Linked DNA regions of Sus scrofa: region 2 is linked to region 1. The links are chromatin contacts, called in public Hi-C maps. All regions are on one chromosome and are shown on one strand. Each heading gives the region's core, a stretch centred on a gene start, on an enhancer-like site or on the middle of the called end of the contact. The rest is flanking DNA. Distances are from core to core; before and after follow the strand shown.

What was found. A called contact is a pair of places that touch in the nucleus more often than the background predicts.
Region 2: a contact with region 1 is called in a Hi-C map of skeletal muscle, with 3 times the contacts expected there. The contact joins two enhancer-like sites. A contact is called at or near these places in 1 of 5 promoter capture datasets (liver), 15 of 47 Hi-C or Micro-C datasets (embryonic fibroblasts, epiblast stem cells, fetal heart ventricle and 7 more) and 2 of 2 datasets of contacts at active chromatin or transcription factors (alveolar macrophages and skeletal muscle).

Annotation. Positions count from the first base shown.
Region 1 is chr4:2,699,537-2,707,280 of Sscrofa11.1, reverse strand. The region is part of intron 2 of PTK2 (focal adhesion kinase 1); the gene reads right to left. Among named protein-coding and RNA genes, the nearest start is that of PTK2, 47 kb to the right of the region's middle. Within about 2 kb of position 4,575, at least 28 of the 83 cell types and tissues checked have an H3K27ac peak or open chromatin away from gene starts, as enhancers often do. A contact at or near this core is called in skeletal muscle, where this site is marked.
Region 2 is chr4:2,766,177-2,773,920 of Sscrofa11.1, reverse strand. PTK2 (focal adhesion kinase 1) reads right to left here. Exons shown (of 31, transcript XM_021088851.1): 6 at 1,888-1,967. Among named protein-coding and RNA genes, the nearest start is that of MIR151, 79 kb to the left of the region's middle. Within about 2 kb of position 3,395, at least 4 of the 83 cell types and tissues checked have an H3K27ac peak or open chromatin away from gene starts, as enhancers often do. A contact at or near this core is called in skeletal muscle, where this site is marked.

The DNA of each region.
Region 1 (7,744 bases), core at 3,326-5,825:
TTTCAGGATAACTGCCACGCTTCCTCCCTGTACCCTGGAAGAGCCCTGGGACAGCGGAGGAAGGCACTGAAGTTGCAGCTGGAAGATGCAAAGGAGCCAGTTCTGCCTGTGAGACAACAAAAGAATCACTCACCGTCCTGAACTCAGTCTGCTCACCTGTAAAGTGAGGACCAGGCCAATACCTGCCACTCTCTGACCAGTGACCACGTGCCAGTCACAAAACAGCAGAAGCACTCCAGCAACAGTGATGAAGACATAACGACGCGGCTGAGGCCGAGTGAATGCTACGTGCCGAGCCCTGCTCTAAGGACTTTTAAAATGCTGACTTATTTAGTTGTTAAAAACCAAGCCCATGAGGTGGAGTCTATCGGCCCCAAAGCACAGATGAAGAGACTGAAGCACAGCAAGGTGACACCTGCTCCAGGTCACAGACCTCCTGCACTGCAAAGCTGGACTCGGAGGGTCAGGCTCCACAGTCTGTTTCTCTCCAATTTGCTACAGTGCTTTACACCTATTTCCTCAGTGAGCACTTACAACAACCAACGAGGTAGACGATGTTATAACCCACGTGGGACACATGAACAAACTGAGGAGCAGAGAAATTAAGTAACATACCTCGTATCACAGCTAAGCAGCTGGTGGCAGAGCTGGGGTATGCGCTGGGGCTCAGACACCAGCCAGATCACACACCTCAACCAGCACCTGCAGGGAGGACATCAGCCTCCGGAGGCTGCAAAGCTTTCTAGAGAGTCTGGAAGCAGGCCCCGCCGGCCTACAAAGGATGACCGGGGCGGTGGGGACCAAAGGGACAAAGAAGGAAGGGAGACCAGCAGGCAGACAGGCTGTGCTCCCTCTTCCACACACCCCGTGGTAGTCCTTGCTGTCAACCATCCTGCCCCAGAACCAATTCGGGTAAGAGCATCCAAGTCCATGCTGGACATGTGGCTGGAACCTGAGAGACAAAGAGAATCACCAAGAGATAAACATACCTTTCGATGAAGCACCACTGAGATTTTGAAATAGAAGGAAAATGCCTTCTGAAAAGGCAGAAAATTCTGAACTTAATCTAAACAATACTGAATTAGAGTATTTCCAGACACTAATTCATGGCCATTTCTTATTTATTTTGCCATATAAAAGATCAATGCGGAGTTCCTGTTTTGGGGACAGCCAAAAAAAAAAAAAAAAAGACGAACACTAAATTCTAAGTTTAGAAACTGTTGGGAGGTTACTTACCATTAAATTTTAGAGGGAGGAGCTCCCACTGTGGCTCGGTGATAAGGACCCTGACTAGTATCCATGAGGACTCTGATTCAATCTCTGGTCTTGCTCTGTGGGTTAAGGATCTGGCATTGCAGTGAGCTGTGGTGTAGGTCACAGACACACCTGGGATCTGGTATTGATGTAGCTGTGAGGTAGGCTGACGGCTACAGCTCCAATTCAACCCCTAACCTGGGCATCTCCATATGCCACAGGTGTGGCCCTAAAAAGACAAAAAAAAAAAAAAAAAAAGGAGAGGGGGATTTTGTTGATATTGACCAAAATGACACAAATACCAAAAGGCAATCAAGTAGTTATTTATTTAATGTTAAAACTGTTTAAATTGCATTTAAAATAAACAATAATAAAATAAAGCAAAAAAACTGTTCAAATCAGAGTTCCTGCTGTGGCATAATGGGATCAGGGGCAGCATCTTGGGAGCACTGGGACACAGGTTTGATCCCCTGCCCAGCACAGTGGGTTAAGGATCTGGCGTTGCCTCAGCTGCAGCTTTGGTCGCATCTGTGGCTCAAATCTGATCCCTGGCCCTGGAACTCCGTATGTTGGGGGGCAGACAAAAAAAAAAAACTTCAAATCAACTTTGAAACTTACATTTTATCAAACATGCATATACAACTTGCTTCATCATTTCCTTGACATTCATTTTTTTTTACCCTGTCAATCCAACTTATCCATGGTCAGATCACTCACCTTATTTGGCAAATAGCAACAGTATCAAAGGACAGCTTCCCACGTTCAATAACTGAGGCAGAGAAGACCGCTGGGGTCCCTTACAACCAGGCTGTGCAGCTGCGGCCACACAGCTATAGTCCGAGGGTGTGCTGGGGCAGGGGGACCCCTGGTGGTGAGTGTGAGTCTCTACTACAAACTACACCCTCTTCAACAGCTGCATTTTAACCCATCCCTCCGTGCCTGAAAAGGAGACTGCTTCTACAGTGTGACTCTACAATCCGTAAGCAAGAAATACTAGAAGCCCCCAGTACAGAGGGGTCATTCCTTACCCCAGTCACATTCTGAGTAGGAGACACAAATAAGGTGGCTTCTCTTCTTCCCAAGCACAGCCACGTAGTGGTGGGTTTTCTTTGTCAATTTCCCTCCTCTATGATTTTGGTCTTGTCACACTGGTACCAAGAGACATTATTCTTAGCAAGAAACTTAATGGAGTCACTTCCAATTCTACTTAAATTTTTTTTATCATTAAAAAACATTATTAAGAGTTCCCACTGTGGCACAGTGGGTTAAGAATCTGCTGCAGTGGCTTGGGTCGCCACAGAGGGGCAGGTTCAAGCCCCAGCCCAGCAGCAACAGGTTAATGGATCTGGCATTGCTGCAGCTAAGATGTCACAGCTGTGGCTCAGATTCAGTCCCTGGCCCAGGAAGCTCCATATGCCACAGGTGCAGCCATAAAAAATAAATAAATAAAAATAAACGTCATTAAAACCAACCTCACATCTATTAGCACGATTACTTTTTTTAAAAAAAAATATGAAAATAACGAGTGTTGGCAAAGATGAGGAGAAGTGGAGCTCTCGAGCCGCACTGGCGGGCACGTCAAACGGTGCGACTGCTACGGAAGACTCTGGACACACCTCAAAACATCCCATCATCTGATCTAACAATCCCACTCTGGGAATTCCACATCCAAAAGAACTGGAAGCAGGGTCTCGAAGAAATGTGTATGCCTATGTTCACAGCAGCTCTTCCCAGCAGTCAAGAGGTGTTCAGTGACGGCTGAGTGGATAACTAAAGTGAGGTGACCACATTACAGTGGAGTATCACTCAGCCATTGAGAGGAAGGAAATCCTGTGATTCACCCAAGCGCAACAAGCACAAATACAGGATGACTCCGCTATTTGCAGTATCTAAAACAGTCACCCTCGTAGGAGCAGAATGCAGAACGGCAGCTGACGGGAGCTGGGGAGAAGGGAGAGGGTGCAGGGTTTCCGGGCTGCAAGGTAAATCCTGGAGATCTGTATTTCCCGACAATGTGGATGTACTTAACACCACTGAACTAGACTAGGTGTCTAGAGCCAAAGACAGTAAATTTTGCTATGTGTTTTTTGTTTACCCTCAACAAAAAACATTTTTAAAATGTTAAAATAACTTTAAGAGTGAATCTCACTTCCATTTCATAACACATCTGCACGCATGATACAACAGTGGCTACTTCCACAGACTAGGGGGAAAAGGGGAAAGGTCCAGAGAGAGAGAGCACGAGGCAGGAGAGAGAGACAACCGGTTCTTGACTAGGCTGTATACTGCCCCAGCACGCGTGATACTGGCCAACACGGTACCAGGGCCTCCACATGGCTTAAAAAATTAATCCCCTAATAAACTTGGCGATAATCACTGGCAGCACCATTTTCCAGACAAAGGAAACCGGCTCACAGAGGTAAAGAATCTGGGATAAGATCGGCCTGTAAAAGTCAAAGCCACACGTGACTCTAAAGCCCAAATCGCTTCATCGTTTCCACTCCGTTAAAACTGAAAGCCGGATGTCGTCCATTCAGTGTACTTCCAATATCCCTTGAATCCCAACTCTGCCACACACTCGATATGCAACTGGGGCGGCTCTTTTTAACCTCTCTCTGACTTGGTTTTCTCATCAATTAAACTAAGTTCAGAACGGAGGCTACCTCTCACAGTTGTTAGAACTAAATACCGTAACATACAGAGCTGTGGGAGCACTCCATCACGAGTGCATCACTTTGCATCTTCTGTGCTGGTGCAGAGACTCACCCCCAGTAAATAAATCTCTCATTTAAAAAAAAGGGGGGGGGAGTTCCTGTTGTGGCACAGCAGAAAACGAATCGGACCAGTATCCATGAGGATGCAGGTTTGATCCCTGGCCTCACTCAGTGGGTTAGGGATCTGGTGTTGCCGTGAGCTGTGGTGTAGGTCACAGACATGGCTCAGATCCCGCGTTGCTGTGGCTGTGGTGTAGGCCAGCAGCTTTAGCTCCGATTTGAACCCTAACCTGGGAACTTCCATATGCCTTCCATATTTCTTAGCAAATAAGCAAAAGATTAGCAAATTACAGCCAAAGTAAGTGGAAGTCAAGACAGAACACGAACAGCACTGGGGCAAAAGGAAAAATGGGTAATAATGATCCTGTCCTCACAGGGCGGCAAGCTCCTCAATCCATAAATGTCTGACTGTGAAGGGGGCAAGCCCTAAAAACATGTGAGCAAAATCCATGCTTGATGACGGATATTTGCTCCTCCTAGGACACAGCAGAAATCCTTCTATTTCGGTCCAAAGATCTAGAGTAACAGCAGCAATGACTCACACGACAAGCCACACAGTCAGGGCGTGACAGCTACAGGAGGAGAGACTGTACATACTAACTTATTAAAAGGTTCCTCCTTCCCCCCTTTTTGAGATTTCTGAATCCAAGAGAGAAGCAACAGCTGGCAGTAGAACAGCATTTCCTCCAGAAAACAAGAGAAGTGCATAAAACACAACAATTGAAGAGCTGCTACGGCAGCGCGAACAAGAGGGGCTATAACTTCAGAGGGTGAAGAACCACAAGGCTGAGCCGATCTCCTTCAGCGGCTTTTTCGGTGTTTATTTGCCCATCCTGCGAACAAGGAGGAGGCTGAGAATCCGGGCTCCGCATGCATAGGAAACTGCGGCCAGAGGACGGAAAAACAGGAACGGTTTTGGCAGGCTGCAAACATGAGAGCCGAGGCCGTGGATTTCCTCCCGAACATTACTCAGCAATAACCGGAGTGGGACCAACACAGACCGCAACACGGATGAAGCTAAGCCAAGGAAGCCCCACCTAAAGACCAGCTACCGCACGACGCTTTCTGCACGGAGGTCCAGGACAGGCGAATCTGTAGGAAGCCACAAAGACTGGTGGCTGCCTAGGACTGGGGCCACGGAGGAATGGAGAGGGACGACTGATGGTACAAGGTTTGGGGTGGGAGGAATTGGGAATTTATCTTTAATTTCTCATCATTTTAAACCAGATCAGATCAAAGAATTATGATATTTATTACTGGAATTAATTTCAGTTATTTGGAGTTCCCATTGTGGCTCAGCAGCAGTGAACCCAACTAGTATCCATAAGGACATGGGTTTGTTTCTTTTGTTTTGGGGGGGCTGTTTTGTTTTGTTTTGTTTAGGGCTGCTCCCGTGGCATATGGAGGTTCCCAGGCTAGGGGTCAAATCGGAGCTATAGCTGCCAGCCTACACCACAGCCACAGCAACTCGGGATCCCAGCCGCCTCTGTGACCTACACCACAGCTCGCCGCAACACTGGATCCTTAACCCACTGAGCACTGAGCGAGGCCAGGAATGGCTCATGGTTCCTAGTCAGATTTGTTTCCACTGCGCCACGACGGGAACTCCAATGAAGACAAGGGTTTGATCCCTGGCTACCCTAGCCTGGGAACCTCCATCTGCTGCAGGTGCAGCCCTAAAAATAAATAAGTAAATAAAAAATGGATAAATAAAAAAATAAAAGAATTTGGAGTTCCTGTCATGGCACAGCAGAAATGAGGTTGCAGGTTCGATCCCTGGCCTTGCTCAGTGGGTTAAGGATCCGCATTGCCATGAACTGCCGTGTAGGTCGCAGACATGGCTCGGATCTGGCGTTGCTGCGGCTGTGGCGCAGGCCGGCAGCTGTAGCTCCCACTGGACCCCTTGCCTGGGAATCTCCATGTGTCACAGGTGCACAAGGATAGGGATATATGCAAGCAGGATGTACCCACAAATATTTAACAACTATGTCTTTGGGAGAGAGGAAGAAAAGCCTCCATCTGTGGGGTTTGCTGATTCTTGTGGTAGAACTACTGGCAGGAAACGAGGTCGAGAGGAGAGCTGTCTACAGATAAAAATCAGAGTGGTGCGATGCACTCAGCAGACCCGAGGCCACAATGCGTAACGGGACAGACTGGGGAGGAAGCGCCCCCGGTATTACAGAGACCCCACCAAAGACAGAGGCAAAGGGATCTTCCCGCCTCCAGCTCTCACATTCCAGGGGACCTGTAGCCAACCTAAAAAAAAAGATCAATTCACTTCAAGGACGGCCTGAAGCTAATTTGCAAACCTGGGCTTTTGTACACCTCCACAAGTAAAGGAAAAGAAGCATCTCAAAACACAATATTCCCACAGTCCTTAGCCCTTTGGTACTGCATTTTAAAAACAGTCATAAGTGTGTGTGTATATGTGAAACAGGATATAAAATTTTCAACTTATGTCCCACGAAAATTATAAATCTAAAAAATTACTTTTACCTGCAGCTCTTTAATCTGATAAGATACAAGATATTCTAAAGAACTTTTCTTTAACTTCTTAAAAAGATAATCTTTTAGGGAAAAAAAACTGCTTTCAGTTAATTAAATAAAACCATTATATTGACTACTGCTCTTTTCTTTTCTCTCTCTCTTTTTTTTTTTTTTTGGTCTTTTTGCCTTTTCTGGGCCACTCCCTCGGCACATGGAGGTTCCCAGGCTAGGGGTCTAATCAGACCTGTAGCCACCAGCCTCCACCACAGTCACAGCAACACGGGATACGAGCTGCGTCTTCGACCTACACCACAGGTCACGGCAACGCCGGATCGTCAACCCACTGAGCAAGGGCAGGGATCGAACCCGCAACCTCATGGTTCCCAGTCGGATTCGTTAACCACTGCGCCACGACGGGAACTGACTACTGCTCTTTCGGGATATGACCTCTCCATGCACCTACAGATAATAAGGTTGTCCATTCGAAAACAGAAAACTTAAACACTGAAAACAGATGAAAAGGTAACTAACAGCAATAAGTGAAAACACCTTAAATCTGACCATAGGAAAAACAAAACAAGACCTAATTATAAAGTATAGCAACATGGACCTCCTATAATACAGGAGCTGATTTGCACATTTTTTAAAAATCCACTTGACTTCTATTCTGCAATGAAGAAGAAAGTCCAAGAAACTGCGAAAATACTTTAAAGTCCTTGAGTCTTCTTTTTATAATCATTATGGCACACTTCTATACTTATTTCTTGGAGAAACTGTCATTTATTTCAGCTATGGATTTAAGCATCTCCAAACCTGATTTTGCTGAAAATAAAGTTACAAAATGAATATGTACATATAAAGTGCATTTAAATTATGAGTGCCCTTTTAATGTTTTCTATAAATACATATAAAGTCTGGATATAATTAAAAGTGGCTTAAAGCATATTCCTTCATTGGCACCCTTGAATTACCACCTAAGAACAACCTCTGAGCACAGGAATTTCCTGATGTATATTTCCCAAGCTTTTTATAGAAATCAAATACTACATTTAAGTAAACAATAGAAATGTGAATTAACCCAACAAGAATAAAAGAGAACACAAAAATAACCGCATTTCCACCTGCAGGGTTTCATGTAAAATGTAACCGCATACCCCAGGTCCCAAAATATATGAAGTACATTCACAGCTGTTTCCGCACGACCTCAAAGGTACAACCCATACTCACTA
Region 2 (7,744 bases), core at 2,146-4,645, 68 kb before region 1:
CACGTGGGAGCTGGCGCTTCGGACTCCTCTTCCAGGTCCTGTATCACAGCCCTGCTTGCAGTACGAAGAGAGTCTCCGAGGACTCCCACCGTGAGGCAGAGCTAACCCTCTGACTGCAGAGGCTCGGGTGTGGATTCAATTCCTGGCCCAGAACAGTGGGTTACGGAGCCAGGGTTGCAAATGCAGTGTAGGTTATAGCTGCGGCTCGGATTCAATCCCTGGCCCTAAAACTTCCATATATGCCATGGGTGCAGCCACAACATTAAAAAAAAAAAAAAGAAGAAGAAGAAGAGTTGGGTTCCCGTTGTGGCTCAGTGTTAAGAACCCGACACTGTCCGTGAGGATGCAGATTCAATTCCCAGCCTCGCTCAGTGGGTTAAGAATCCGGCGTTGCCATGAGTTGTGGTGCAGGTCGAAGACGTGGCTCTGATTTGACCCCTAGCCTGGGAACTTCTATATGCCACAGGTGTGGCTATAAAAAGGAAAAGAAAATGAAAAAAAAAAAGTGTCTGGAGTTCCCGTCGTGGCGCAGTGGTTAACGAATCCGACTAGGAACCACGAGGTTGCAGGTTCGATCCCTGGCCTTGCTCAGTGGGTTAAGGATCCGGCGTTGCCGTGAGCTGTGGTGTAGGTGGCAGACACGGCTCAGATCCTGCGTTGCTGTGGCTCTGGCGTAGGCTGGCGGCTACAGCTCTGATTCGACCCCTAGCCTGGGAACCTCCATATCCCGAGGGTGCGGCCCTAGAAAAGACAAAACAAAAACAAAAACAAAGCCAGACTGCAAACCTTTAAAAAAAAAAAGGGCCTGCGTACGTGTCCCCTGTGAACGCTGTGAAGGGCATGGACGGGGACTCCCAGTGAGAGATGGCTTTCGTTACTGGGCTATGTGGGTAAGGCTGAAACCATTTTAATGAAGAGTTGAGAGTTACACTTAACGATGATTCGCTCTTTGCAGGAACTGTCACTTAATAGCCTTAGGTACTATGAAAAACAGTGATCTCGGGGGAAAATTATTTCTAAACGTTTTGAGTACACACGATCACATTTTAGCTAATTTAACCAACTCATTTAAACTAGCAGCCCAGGAGAAATTTTAAGTAAAATTATACCTGACAAAAGTAAAATATTCTTCTATTCAATGTTTAAAATGGGTAGCATAGAAGATGACATATGATAAGTGGTAAAAAAAAAAAAAAGTTATCAGAAATAAGAAATCCATTCTCAGGGAGTTCCTGTCGTGGCTCAGCAGTAACAAACTCGACTAGTATCCACGAGGATGTGGGTTCGATCCCTGGCCTTCTTCAGTGGGTTAAGGATCTAGCGTGAGCTGTGGTGTAGGTTGCAGACTCGTCTTGGATCCCATGTTGCTGTGGCTGTGTCACAGGCTGAAAGCCGCAGCTCCAATTTGACCCCTAGCCTGGGAACTTCCATGTGCCACAGGTGTGGCCCTTAAAAGACCAAAAAAAAAAAAAAAAAAAGAAAGAAATAGAAATCCATTGTCAGTTTTCACCCTCTGCTCTAAAGCTGTACAGTGCAACATGGCAGTCACTGGGCAGGTGTGGCTATTTATGCTCAAATTCAAACCACTGAGCTCCCTGAAGTAGTCAGTGTCCACCTCAGCCAGTGGCCTAAACACCGTCACAGGAGCTCCGTCTCAGACCTGCCTACATGCTAATGCTTTTATAAATCATTCCATTCTAACTCTAATGAAATACCATTTTACAAGATCTAAAATTAGCAATGTCAACTTAATTCAGATTAAGTCTCAAAATTTAATCAAGTTTCAGTCAGTATTTGATTGATGAGAAAAAAAACAGACAAACCTAGAAAAGGTAATGGAAAAAGCGAATGCATAAAGACCTCAGCATCTAGGTATCTCCCCCTTACCGTATCTCCAGACAACCCAGCTTCAAAGCAATGTCCTGGTCCACTTGGTCAGCGATCTCTAACATATAATCACTCTTCACCTACAACACAAAGGAACGGGGAGAACAGCGGCGTTTTAGGAGAACATGTTTTAGCCTCATTCAACAAATGCCTACCGAGTGCTGTTTACACACTTACACGCTGTGTCAATCACTACGCTAAGGCTGCAGAGAAAAATGAGTAACACTGGAGAGCACAGAATGAAACAGTCTTCTGGAGTTCCCGTCGGGGCTCAGTGGTTAAGGAACCTGACTAGCATTCATGAGGACGCAGGTTCGGTCCCTGGCTTCGGTCAGAGGGTTAAGGATCCAGTGTTGCCATGAGCGGTGGTGTAGGTCACAGACATGGCTCGGATCCAGCACTGCTGTGGCTGTGGTGTAGGCCAGTGGCTACAGCTCCGAGTGGACCCCCAGCCTGGGAACCTCCATATGCCACGGGTGAGGCCCTCAAAGAGAAAAGACCAAAATAAATAAATAAATAAATAAAACAGCCTTCCTCTAAGAAGAATTCATCTAAGAGCACTCGAGCACCATCTGAGGCACAATAATGTCAAGCTGCCTTCTACCCATCGCGTGTCGTCAAAGAGAAAAGATGACGGGAAGTCTTCATTTCCACACAAATGCGCAGTGGACATACTTTCTGAACTCAAACTACAGTCCTGGCAGCATTTTCCAGAGCTCAATTAATGCAAGGGTATTTCAAAATCCATTTAGTCCTTCAACTGAATTGCTTCCCCCTAACCTCTGACTCTAAGTGATTAATTGGCAAAGTGAAAGCTGCTTGAAGTCTTCCGTCAAGAGAAGGATCTAACAGAATCCTACAAACGCCTTCCAGGCAATGGTCAGGCTCCACTGAAGCAGCCAAGGGACGGGTGTCAGGAACTGAGCGCTCTTATCAGAGCTGAAACGCGCAGAGCCTCACGGATTAGCACTAGGAGGTCAACCTCTGCCACGGACTTTGAAGACAGGGACCTCATTCGGAACCTCAGTTAGGGAAACGCTAGTTCTTCCCCCAAGAAGGAGCTCCGTTCTTCTCACTGGCAGACCTGGATGACAAACACTGTACTCCATCATTACGTCATGAGTTTGACCAACACAAAACTCGGAAAGTGCCTTGTCTCCCAGGAATATTTCACGATACCGACCATTTTGCCTCCTGATCCTCAACCCTCATCACTGCTCTCTAGCCCTTCACAGAAAAAGCGTGTTGACCTCTGCCCTTGGAAAAAACCCCAAAGATCCTGTTCTTCAGCTACTGCTACCGCGCCTGACGGTCACTTGCTCAAAAGACTTCTACTGCCCGGTTAATGACTCTGTCCACCTCATGGGGACGTTTTATCACTACAACCTTCCCTTTCAAAGACCCCCAACTCCCCTCATCTCTTTATTTTAACTGCCTGGCAAAATGAACAGACACCGAAACCAACCACCCACCCCCTTCTCCACGCTCACTGCTGAGCAACTGGAGATGTGACATAGGCTTTGCTTTAAATTCACGATGACAAATCTCAAACGGTCACCTGAAACTGCTTGGAAACGCAGCAATGCCTGCCTGGGAAGCTTGCCAGCACAATGACTCGCACTTTCTCCAGTCAACCTGTTACATCTCCTCCTTGGAGAGCACAGAGAGTCTTCAGATGGGAACGCCCAGAACCTGTAAGCCGACAAGCACGAGAACTCACTGCGCTCACGACAGGAGCGGGGACCACTAGTTCTGGCCTCAACGCCACTTCCTCCGAAACCTTTGCTCTGCCTTCTGCAGCAGCAGCTACACCAAGGTGGTCACTAAAGACTGACTGAAGAGCGAGCAAATGAACGAATGAGAAAAGTCCAACTGGGGTTTGGATGACTCTGTGTGCAAATGTTATTTTCCACACAACACTTACAAGTATTAGTAATTTCTATTTCTTACATACAGTAGGCATATAAGACTGATTCAACAGAACTGAATTCTTCAGCCCACTAAATTAAGCAAAAAGCTTTGGTTCCGAAATCATTTTGTCTACAATTCGACTGGCTCTTTCTTCTATATAGCAAAAAATAAATCTAAATTTAAAAACTTTCTGCATCATAAGTAGGTTTATTACTGAACCCAAAAATGAAGAGATAAAGTCTGTATTTATACGAGTTAGAGAAGTACTACAGCTGTTCTGACTGAAACATTCAATGGATCTTAGTTTGGTATAGACTTCAATGCAACCACAGCAGAATATCAATTACATGTTGAAGAAAATTCATCATTACAAACTTATCTTAGGATTAATTACTATAATTTTTAAATACTATTCAAAGGTAGGAAAATGTAATCACGTGTTTTACTTACTCATCAAAACAATTCAAATTCATATTGGTTGCAAATATGAAAAAAAGGGAAAACAAAATTTGACAACCCTTCTGGAAGAAGCCATCTGCCCTCACCCAGCCCTGCGGCAGCTGCCCTCTGCGAGGCTGGAAAACCGCCCCCTGGAGGCCCCGCGCTCCTCCCGGTCACCCGGGCTCCCGAGCTGGTGTTCCCTGAACCCACTGCACTTGTCACATCCTGATGCTGTGCTCATGCAACTTTCTTTACGACTTGGGGTTTCTAACACCCGTGTTCATTCTTTTTTTTAATAAAACATTTCTTGACTTTCATCTCTTAACTCCCAGCAGAAGTCACTACTTTCACTTGCGAGATAAATGCAATTTATTGAATATTAAAGTGTGTGTATGTATAGATATCTAGTTGCTTAAATATATTCAGCGCCACGCCAGATGTATAATAACTCTCATGTAATCTTCAAATCATCACCGTGAGTCGGACACTACTATAAACCCCAATTTATAACCTTAGGAAAAAATCTCAGAGAATGAAGACAGCAGAGGAACGGGCTATTGCCTCTGAGGCTAAGTATGATGCTGTTTCAGACACATTACCTACGGTCTGTGTTGTAACTCTTCAAGACAGGCTTTAGCCCTGTTTACCTAAGGTCGCGCAGCAAGAGTTAAAGCTAAAACCTGATCCACGGACCCGCCAGCTCCGACTGTGGGTGTATCTACACCTGCTAGTGAACTCTTAGAAAGGGTAGACACTCTCTACAAGAAGGAAGGTTCATGACAAGTGAGGGCCACATCCCAAAGCCTGGGATCCCCAGGACCTAACAGCCTGGCTTCACGGGCATTTCCTAGTTTGCCACTCTACTGCGCGCTGTGCTCTCTGTTTAGACCATGGATTCCTACCGTTTCTTAACTCCAAGTCCAGCAAGTTTGCAAGTCTTTTCAGAAAAGACCTCTGAAGGTTGTTTTCTGTTTATTTACATTAGTTTCCATGTTGATTTCAATTTCCTACTTAAAAAATAGGAGGTATCTGGAGTTCCCTAGTGGCACAGAGGGTTAAGGATCTGGCACTGTCCCTGCTGTGGTGTGGGTTCAATCCCTGCCCCGGGAACTTTAACATGCTGCGGGAGCAGCCAAAAAATAAATAAATAAATAAAAGATATTAAAAAAAAAAAAAGAAAAAATGGACTTCCTTCTGTAGGCAAGCATTACATTTATACTCATGAGTTTTTCATCTTATTCTCCAAGAGAATTAAAGCACAGCTTTTAATAAAAGCCACTCACATCTCTAATAAAAAGTACTATCTCAAATTACTCATAATTTATTCCACAGGCCAAGGCAATGCTTTGGCTGCCACACGAGATTCTTTTCTGAATACTAGCAGCTACACAGATTTATCAAGAAGGCCTGAAAGCCCGTGGTCTGAGTGTAAAGAAGATGGGACTCGGGCGTCCCTATGGGCTCAGCGCATTAAAAACCTGCCATAGCATCCGTGAGGATGCAGGTTAGATCCCTGGCCTTGCTCAGAAGGTGAAGGAGCTGGTGCTGCCACAAGCGGCAGGGTGGGCCACAGATGCCACTCAGACCTGGCACTGCTGTGGCTGTGGTGTAGGCCTCCACTGCCGCTCCAATTCAACCCCTAGCCCGGGAGCTTCCATATGCCACAGGGGTTGCTGTAAAAATAGAAATAAAAAAAGCAAAGAAAAAGAAGTGGCTGAGGGCAGACAGGTGTGTACATTAGCATTTATATATTTCACTTGAGTGATTCTGGGCAGTGAGTCAAGCTGGATCAACTGTCAAGCACGCCTCCCTGAGTTTTGTCAGATCAGAGCGGAGTATTTGTATACAGAAGGAACTCAATGGCAGCTCCCAATTAAAACAAGCTCCCCAATCTTCCTCTTGTACAGTTAAGCTACACAAATATATAAAGACTTATGCTGAGTCATATGCTTTTCCCACAAGTCAGTAGGTCACTCTACACATATTTACCGAATGTCTACCATGTGCCAGGTAGAGCAGAGAACAGAACTTGTATACGGAAGGTACAGAGACAGAACGGTGGGTAAATTCTGATTTGAAAATGACTGCTCTGATGTTAGGCTGAGAACAGGCTGTAAAAGGAGACGACCACCGCTGGAAAGTTAGAAAATCTGCATGACGCCAAGGGCCAGCACTGTCCATTTATAAGGGAAAGGCAACCACGAATTATACCAGAGGTACTGGGAGAATCATCTCAACCTTTTAAAAGAAGATCTCATGCAGAGTGCACACATTTACATATGCGCACGCACCCCAATCGGATTTCTCAAATCCCAAAGCACCGCATAAGGCGCAGAGAACAGCGCTGCGATGGCCAGGGGCCGGGGCAGGGGGGGTGCTACGGAGCCCCACGGAGCCCCTCCGTACGATGAGGTGGTTGGGGTCGTCATTACGGTGGCAGTTACAGCCCTACACCTACGGCAAGGCTGCAGAGAACCACACACACTGCTACACACCCATACGCGCCATCTGAAGGTGACCTCTAGCCTACTCGAGGGCGCTGTGCCACTGCCATTCCCTACTTTTACACTCTACCGCATCACGACTGTGACGGAAACGGCGTGACCACACACATCTGTCAGCACTCACTGAGATGTACACTGAAATTGGTGATTTTTATTGTATGTAAAATTACACCCGGAGAACTCATTTTAAAATAGTAGCAATACTTATGTGCTCTATGCGAAGAAACGTGCAGCTGCTATGGAAAGCGCGCCACAGAAGACAGCACTTAAAGTGAAGAGCTGGCCACAGACGGAGCAAACAACCCTGCGGTGCCTGAAGGGTGAGGGCAGGGGGGCGGGCGAGCCGGGAGCTCGAGGTCAGCGGGTACAAGCTGCTACACACACGAGAGGTAAACAACGAGGTCCTACCGTGCGGCGCCGGGAGCCAGAGTCGATATCCGCTATAAACCGCGACGGAAGAGAAGACGGCAAAAATACGTGTACGTGTGACCGAATCACTTTACACCGGAAACGAACACAACACTGTAAACCAACTGTACTTCAATTTTAAAAAGAGAGTTAATGAATGAAAGGAAACTAAGTCCAGGAAAAGAAGGGGAGTCATGCAGAAAACGGTTCATTCAGCAGCCTGGGTTGCGCAAACCTACACACTCTCAAAAGGACGACTGGTCCTCGACTGGTCCTGCTGACCTCCTGAAATGTCCTGCTAAAGGTCCTTCTGCACACCTGAGGCCTGCCACCCTCCTCCCAGTGTGACTGGGTGGCTTCTGTGAACCATGCTATTATGATGCACACCTGCTTGGTCTACCTGAGGTCCCAGAGGTGCTATATGCTCATGAGATGGAGCCCAATAAAAACCGCTAACACCCATGCCCAAGAGCGCCCCAAGCTGGCCAGCCCTTGCACCTGCTGTTGTCCCACGTGACTCCCCTGAGAGGGGAACCAGGGAAGCTTCTCTTGGCTTCCTCTGGATGTCACCCCACATACCCTTTCCCTTTGCT